Linked DNA regions of Sus scrofa: regions 2 and 3 are each linked to region 1. A link is a contact called in public Hi-C data. All regions are on one chromosome and are shown on one strand. The core of a region is the stretch at or near the end of the contact, and the rest is flanking DNA. Distances in the headings are between cores, read along the strand shown.

What was found. A called contact is a pair of places that touch in the nucleus more often than the background predicts.
Region 2: a Hi-C map of liver shows a contact between it and region 1, with 9 times the contacts expected there. The contact joins the promoter of ZNF281 here to the promoter of NR5A2 in region 1. A contact is called at or near these places in 1 of 5 promoter capture datasets (liver) and 3 of 47 Hi-C or Micro-C datasets (fetal heart ventricle and liver).
Region 3: a Hi-C map of undifferentiated spermatogonia shows a contact between it and region 1, with 2.2 times the contacts expected there. The contact joins the enhancer-like site here to the promoter of NR5A2 in region 1. A contact is called at or near these places in 7 of 47 Hi-C or Micro-C datasets (embryonic fibroblasts, epiblast stem cells, fetal liver and 4 more).

Annotation. Positions count from the first base shown.
Region 1 is chr10:22,726,619-22,729,318 of Sscrofa11.1, reverse strand. It overlaps NR5A2 (nuclear receptor subfamily 5 group A member 2), which reads right to left and starts at 1,300. Exons shown (of 7, transcript NM_001267893.1): 1 at 1,130-1,300. The coding sequence starts at 1,193.
Region 2 is chr10:23,037,728-23,040,427 of Sscrofa11.1, reverse strand. ZNF281 (zinc finger protein 281) reads left to right here and starts at 1,307. Exons shown (of 2, transcript XM_021064496.1): 1 at 1,307-1,511; 2 at 1,652-2,700. The coding sequence starts at 1,670.
Region 3 is chr10:23,100,640-23,103,339 of Sscrofa11.1, reverse strand. No RefSeq gene overlaps it. Among named protein-coding and RNA genes, the nearest start is that of ZNF281, 63 kb to the right of the region's middle. Within about 2 kb of position 1,404, at least 12 of the 83 cell types and tissues checked have an H3K27ac peak or open chromatin away from gene starts, as enhancers often do. A contact at or near this core is called in fetal liver and undifferentiated spermatogonia, where this site is marked.

The DNA.
Region 1 (2,700 bases), core at 51-2,550:
CGGGCGAAGATTTGAAACTGTTTTTTGTGTTCTCTTCCAGTTCCTTTCTCTGCTCACATTTTCTTTTTATCTGCAGAGTGATTGATTCTCTGTTGCGCTCTGCTCGCCTTCCTCTTGTTTTCTTTCTCATAAGTACAGAACATTTTTTTTTGGTAACCATTTCCTCAATTGATATACTTTAGGGTGTAGTTGGCCCATAAAAAGGCAATCACTACATTCAGTGGAGTCAGCTGGTTATCAAGCGAGAAAGAGGAAAAGCCCAAGCCTTGATTTTTTCCTTCTTGTCCCTGCGGATGACAGGCCTCTGCGAATTACAGGGAAATTCCAGGTCGAAAGAAAAGACTGCAAGAAATGACTTAGGTCCTTCCAAAACTAGTGGAAAGGAATAAGGGCAAGATTTCCAACCGATTCAAAATTATAGACCCCTGGGAATCACTTCTCTTTAGTCCTTTAGTTTCAGGGTTCATTGAAGGTATTTCATGCTGTAACATTAATATTTGTGATGCCATTACTTATTCTTGTAAAAAATGAAAATGAGCTTTATTTACTTACTCTGTTTATGAAAAGAAGGGCATGCTTATTGTTTTGAAAAACAGGCAGTAACCCTTAATTTTTAATCCTTCACTAATGATGGTGTGATTTGGGGGGGGGCATGAAAAACGGAAGTTTTCTATAGTATCTCTAATGAATGAGACATACTGTGGTGTGGCTTGAAATTCCACAAATACATGAAGGCATTTGTTAAAGTTTGAGCAATCATGGTTCCATATGGTTAACTTGTTTCAAGTTGCTCAAATTTTAGCTTATTATTTCTCACTTAAAGTTATCAGAAAATATTAGGGATGAAATGGATATATTCAACATTTTGTTTCCTAGCTGTTATACACTGATAGAATGCTATCCAAAAGCAGTGGAGATAATGAATAATATTTGAAGTACTCATATGCCTTTTTTGGACTTTAAAAAAAGATAAAATGTGTGATATATACATGGAACTTACGTGCTTTTAATAAACACACTTGGAAAGGCAGTGACTTAGAAAAGCAAATACATCAATGCGATTAAATTACATGTATTAGTGCAGTAGCAGGATAATAAACAGATGATAAATAGAGCAACTCCTACTTACCAATAGGTGTAAGTCCGGGCTTTAGAGATTCTTGTAAACCTCCAGTATCCGAATTAGAAGACATTCTTAGTGAAATTATAAGCAGTCCTTTGGCTTAAAGTAGAAACCATTGGCGTAAGAAAAAGTGCAGCTTGTCAAATTTCATAGCCTTGGGGAAGACACATCAGACTACAGTAATGTAATCCTTAGTGAAAGTTAAGAAAAGGCAAAAAAAAAAAAAAAAAAAAAAAATCCAAGAATCCAGAAAGTTACGAGCAAGTCTTTCCCTGGACTCTGTACTTTTTCCAGCATTAGTGACCTGCTGTAAACCATCTATCCAGTTTCATGATGGTTTCTAATCAGAGGAATGGAAACTTTTGATAGGCTTGGACTCATCACGTGACTCTATGCAGGTTGATAAGAGGACCCTGTTATAAAGTGACAGCAAAAGAGATAAGAACTCTTGGCAGATAATGGCAAAGAAATGATTAACTCCGAGGTGGAGAGGTGCCTTGCAGCTCAGAGAGGGGAGAGTTGTAAAACTGACGGGTCAGAAGATCATTCTTAGTGGGTAAAACTCCAAACCAGCTTAAATCCACTAACCAAACTTCGGCTTGTGACATACCCCCTTGATGTCATCACCTCTTTGCACAGAGGACGACAGACGTAGCTCTTCTGACCTCTGTAAATATATTTTAGATGATAACGTTGGAAGATATTAATTCTTGAAGTGATGACTAGGGATATGATTGACACTTGGAAGCACTGCAGGTAGCATTTCCAAGCTGGTGCTCATCTCTAGATTCGTGTTTGGTCAACCAACTTTTTTTTTTTTTCTTTCTATCATGCCTCTTCATTAGCTGAGGCGTTAACCTTAGCTTGTGTGTACCTTGGTCAGTTGATTAAAAGGGCAGCCTATCTCTTTACCCCCAGTAAAGTAAAACTTATACTTTGAGGTTAATGCTGGTGAAAGGATGACTATGTAATACATTTTTCTTTTTCTTTCTTCTTCCTTTTTTTTTTTTTTTTTTAGGGCCATGCTTGCAGTGTACGGAGTGTTCCAGGCTAGGGGTGGAATTGGAGCTGCAGCTGCCAGCCTACACCACAGCCACAGCCACTCAGGATCTGAGCCTCGTCTGCGACCTAACATCACAGATCCTTAACCTACTGAGCGAGGGCAGGGATCGTAACTGCGTCTTCATGGATACTAGTCAGATTTGTTTCCACTGAGCCAGGACAGGAACTCCACGTTTTTCATGATTTAAAAATTGTCATTCTTTCCTTGAATCCATGGAAAAAAAATCTGGATCACTCTTTATCATGAAAGAACTCTCACTCAAATGATTCAGTGTTGTTTTAAGCTCTTGCGGAATATCCTGTTGTACCTGAAAGTCATAAAACCTGGATTCTTAGAGCAGTACATGTCTTTTTTATTGTGTTTTTTGTTTGTTTGTTTTGGCCATGCTCACAGCATGCAGAGGTTCCTGGGCCAAGGATCAAACCTGTGCCGCTGCAGAAACAGAGCCACAGCAGTAACAACACCCGATCCTTCACCTGCTGAGCCCCAAGGGATCACCGATATATGTCTTTTC
Region 2 (2,700 bases), core at 58-2,557, 310 kb before region 1:
AATATTTTACTACTGCCTTAAGTTTTTGAATCTTCAGTCCTTCTTTTAACACTTAACTATACTTGACAGCATTCAAACTTCAGTTTAAGTGGCAGAATGGCATCTGTGGCGTTGCATGATGTTACAAAGATACTAGTATTTCTTGTCTCAAAATACTCATTAAATATTGTCTTTTAAGCTTTGGAGCAGGCTCGGAGAGGCCCACAAGGATTAGTTAATGATCTTTATGGTTCCAGTTGCAAAATTTCTCGGGGGAGTCATTTATTACTTAATTATGAGAAGTCCTATGGCTAGAAATAGTGAGACAGTTGACTTGTAATTTCATTATGAAACGTACCATGAAAAGAAATTATTCTCATGGTTCTGGCTCTTTTATGGGAAAAAAAAATTGTTATTTACATCTACTCTTGGTCAGAAAAGTTGCTGGTTTAGATTTTTGCACACTTAAACATCAAAGTGGGTGCCCTTGTTTGCACCTTAGGCACTGAATAAATATTTGTTTGATTTTTGTTGATCTTTGATTTCAAGATTTTACTTTGTAATGTTCCCTTAAGAGGGCAATTCGTCATTTTGACTGCATTTCTCAGTATTCTGTACTGGGGCGGGCGGAGTGGATCTGGGTAGAGCTTAGAAGAGCCTGGCATCCACCTCTTTTTAAATAATAGAAGAAACCAGGCAGCAGTAGAACCTGGCCGGCAGACTCATTAGCCAGACCGAGAAGGTATGTGGGCATTTAAAAACCATCTGATGATGAAACATGTGTGTGGGTGTGTTTTACAGGGCTGCCGCACCTGGATCACACGCGGTTTCCTTTTCCAGTAGCCTTCAGGTAGGTTGGCAGTAAGACAACTTTTTTTTTTTTTTTTTTTTTTGCAACGGTACCTCTGCCGCAGTTTCAAAGCAGGCTCCTCCCACCCATGCAGAGGCTACGCGCCCATTATTCAAGTGTCTGCACCCGAAAGAGGGGGACCCGAGGCTATCAGTCTTAGTACAAGCGGAGCACTGCAAGTTTAACGCAAGTAGGCACAACCCGCGGTGCCCCAAGCCGTCCCCGCCTGGGTCTGGGCTTGACTGCAACGCCGGGCCCGCAAACCACAGAGGGGTGGGAGCCCCGACCGCCGGCAGCCCGCTCAACCCCCGCCTCAGCAGCCTTTCTCTTCGGCCGCCCAGCCACGCCGCACGGGTCCGCCGAGCAGCACGCCCCGGGCCCCGCCCCCACACGCCGGCGCGCAGCCCACCAATCGCGCCCGGCCGCCCGGGGCCTCCCCGCTCGGGGGGCTCCCTCCGCCCAACCGCCCGAGTGATTGACAGGCGGCCGGGCGGAAGCCGCGGCGCAGGCGCGCTGGGCGGCCGAGCGGCCCTCGGGCCCGGTCGCCGAGCTCCCGGCAGGCCCCGCGCCGCGGCTGCGCAGTGCCGCGCAGGCTTTTAATTCCATTGTGGAGAGGACGGCGTTATTTTTATTAACCGGAGGCGGCGGCGGCGGCGGCGACGGCGGTGGCGGCGGCGGACCCGTAAGTGCGGGGCGGCGGCGGCGGCGGCCACGACGGCGGCAGCGGCGGCGGCGGCGGGCGGGGGTGCGGGCCGGGCCGGGCCGGGCGGGGCGGGGGCGTCCGCGGCCGGCGGCCGGCCCACTCCTCTCTCCTCTCCTCAGCCAGGCCTGCTCCGGGGCATGAAAGTCGGCAGCGCGTTCCTGAGCGGCGGCGGCGGCGGCGCGGGCAGCGGCGGGCGGGCGGAGATGGAGCCCAGCTTCCCGCCGGGCATGGTGATGTTCAACCACCGGCTGCCCCCGGTCGCCAGCTTCGCGCGGCCGGCGGGCGCGGCCGCCCCTCCCCCGCAGTGCGTGCTGGCCGCCGCCCCGGCCGCGGCCCCGGCCGCCGAGCCCCCCCCGGCGCCCGCCCCGGACGTGACTTTCAAGAAGGAGCCGGCGGCGCCCGGCGCGGCCTTCCCGGCGCAGAGGACCTCCTGGGGCTTCCTGCAGTCGCTGGTCAGCATCAAGCAGGAGAAGCCGGCCGAGCCCGAGGAGCCGCCGGGCGCCCCGCACCCGCACTACGGGGGGCTGTTCGCCGGGGCCGACGAGCGGGCGCCGGCGCTGGGCGGCGGGGACGGGGGCGGCCCCGGCGTCATCCAGGACCTCAGCGTCCTGCACCCGCCGCCCGCCCCGCACCCTCGAGACGTGCTGCTGGGCGGCGGCGGCCGGACCGACGACCCCCGCGGGCCCGAGGAGCCCAAGCAGGACGCGGGCGTGAAGAAGGCGAAGAGGCCAAAGCCAGAATCTCAGGGAATCAAAGCCAAGAGGAAGCCGAGCGCATCTTCCAAGCCGTCGCTGGTTGGAGACGGAGAAGGCGCCGTCCTGTCCCCCAGTCAGAAACCTCACATCTGCGACCACTGCAGCGCTGCTTTCCGGAGCTCCTACCACCTGCGGAGGCACGTCCTCATCCATACCGGGGAGCGGCCCTTCCAGTGCAGCCAGTGCAGCATGGGCTTCATCCAGAAGTACCTGCTGCAGAGGCACGAGAAGATCCACAGCCGCGAGAAGCCCTTCGGGTGTGACCAGTGCAGCATGAAGTTCATCCAGAAGTACCATATGGAGAGACACAAGCGGACGCATAGTGGAGAAAAGCCATATAAATGTGACACTTGCCAGCAGTATTTTTCACGGACTGATAGACTGTTGAAGCACAGGCGCACGTGTGGTGAAGC
Region 3 (2,700 bases), core at 155-2,654, 370 kb before region 1:
TATCCAAAGAATGCACTAAAGATTTTTGGTAAGAGCAGTGAAACATGCCAGTATATTAGACAGAGCAGCGCTGGTACCATGGGGTCTGTGAGGCTTGACTCCCCCGCAGAGAGCACCCATCCGGAGAGGCTCCCATGCCCTTTTGTCCTTCCTGAGAACCCCTCGGGGTTATTTTTTTTGGAGGCTGCATCGACAAAACGTCTACCCATGTATCCTTTCCTTTGGAGACAGCGGCGTTTATTCTTTTCAGCAAGTGTTTAGAGGAAAGTGTGGATGCTTATTAATCTGTTTCTTGTCTTACGAACGTGCGTTCGCGTGATTGGGGGCAAAACCGCGTATCTGACAGGTCTCAATGTCATCAACGTGGCAGGAGAGATTGTTACACTGAACAGATCTGTTTGGCGCTGTTATTCTTGGTAATTACCTTCATTAAGCAAAGCATGTGTCAATCAACTTTGAACTTTAAACACACCAGTAATTTGCAGGAAAAAGGCATTTCTATTTCCTACAGGCACATGTGTGCTTGAAGATGAGTATGCAAGGAGTAAGTATATAAGATGCTGTATTAGAAAAATATTTCTATAGCTTTCTAAATATATCATTTCACCCTGGTTTGCATTTGATAACTTTAAATATAAAGTGCATGACCATGCCAAAGAATTATGTCATCAGAATAGGTTTAATAAATAGCTAACTCCTGCACTAGTGAGAACAGATTGTTTTTATTTTATTTATTTTATTTTATTTTTAGGGCCGCACCCTCCACATGTAGAAGTTCCTGGGCTAGGGTTCCAGTTGGTGCTGCATCTGCCAGCCTATTCCACAGCCACAGCAACGCAGGATTTGAGCCTCATCTGTGACCTACACCACAGCTCAGGACAACACTGGATCTTTAACCCACTGAATGAAGCCAGGGATTGAACTCTCCTCCTCATGGATACTAGCTGTTGGTTACCGCTGAGCACAACGGGAACTCCAACAGATCGCTTTTAAATGAAGAAAGCTCCTCCCTGAATTTCTGCAATTAAAGAATACATTTACATTAATTTTAACAACCACTGGTCCCTCGGGACGGCAATTTGAACACACGTTCACTCCGCTGCTCCATCCAGTTGGGAAGCCACAGACGGTGAGTTAAGACTTCTGGATTTGATGAGACCTCCCCTGGGTCAGGCTCTGTGGCCAAAGCAGAGAACATGCGGAGAAAGGACCCTCAACTTTAACAGTCTGGGCACCGACAGTTGTCACTGATGCCCTCTCCCCCGTGTGACATCCGCCCCTGCCCATTTAGTCATCCGCCTCCCTGCCACGTGCCCAGAGTCTCAGGCTAATGGGATGGTTAAGGGGCCAGAGGAGGATCTGGGAAGGAAAGATGAAAAAAGCGCCGCAGATCCCTTTCCTGCTTCTGGATCGGCCGGTTACGGCCACCAGGGGGCGATCAGGGACAGAGAGAGGATGAGGCAGGGCGGGGCGGGAGCTCGAGTTCGCGTCAGCAACCTTGCCTTCCCCTCCAGGGGCTGGGAGCCCTGACCCAGGCCAAAGAGGATGCCTGGGCTGCGGGGACCCTCCCTACCAGGGTCGGGGTCGGAGGGACCAGACGGCTCTCAGCCCATCCTCACCCAGCCCCTCCCGCTCCCCTCCCCAGGCCAGAGCTACCTGGTTCCTCATCCCCTCCCCTCCTGCTCCTCCGCCACCTCTGGCCAGGCCTTGCCCTGCTGTCCCCTCTCCGTCTTTTGTCAAAGTCACCCCCACAGACCCACTCTGTCCCTTCAGAAACCGAGCCCCTGCCTGTGCCCTGGCAGGACCCGCCGTTCACCACAGCATCACTCAAGCCTGGGGCTGCGGGTGGCTCACTCCAGCAGGTGGGCTGTTTGTGCAGCTGTGTGCGTGTGCATCCCAAGTGCCCCAGTTCCTTGAGCAACTCGGGGAACAGTGTCCAGTAAATCCTGTTTGTATTTATTGATTTACTTCCTTGCTTTTAGGGCCTCACGGGCAGCGTATAGCAGTTCCCAGGCTAGGGGTCGAATCTGATCTACATCTTCCAGCCTACACCACAGCAACACGGGATCCCAGCTGCATCTGTGATCTATACCACAGCTTACTGTGATGCCGGATCCTTAACCCACTGAACAAGACCAGGGATTGAACCCGCTGGATACTATGGATACGAGTCAGGTTTGTTTCCGTTGAGCCATGACAGGCACTCCAGTAAATCTCTTGAATAAATGAGCATTTCCACATTCCCAGGATCCAGCAGGACAGGGTGGGCTTCACCAGAGGGCCTCTCCTGAGGCTTTGCCATTTCTGATGGGGTCAGAGATGGGGGCCATGAATGCATGTGGGCATGACCTGCCACCTGGCACAGGGGTCTGATGGGCCCCCAGGAGGAAGGCTTCGCCCACCATCCCTAGATGCAAACCCTTCGATGAGTTCCCGGCGGGCACCCTGGAGGTGGTGACCCTCTGAGCTTCATCCTCTTCCTGGCTTCGACCTCATGAGGTACTCCGAGGAGGCGCTGCTCCCTCAGACCTCTCAGAGGGCCTCTGGGAGGGGGCCTTGCCAGAAAAGAATTGATGAAGGCACCCCCTGCTCGTGGAAAACCCCTCCAAGTCCTCCTGGACGTGAGTAGCTGAGGTAGATCAGGAGGCTTCTGGAGTGATGCGAGAAAACTTGACTCTGGGGAGCAGACCTGGAGAGGGG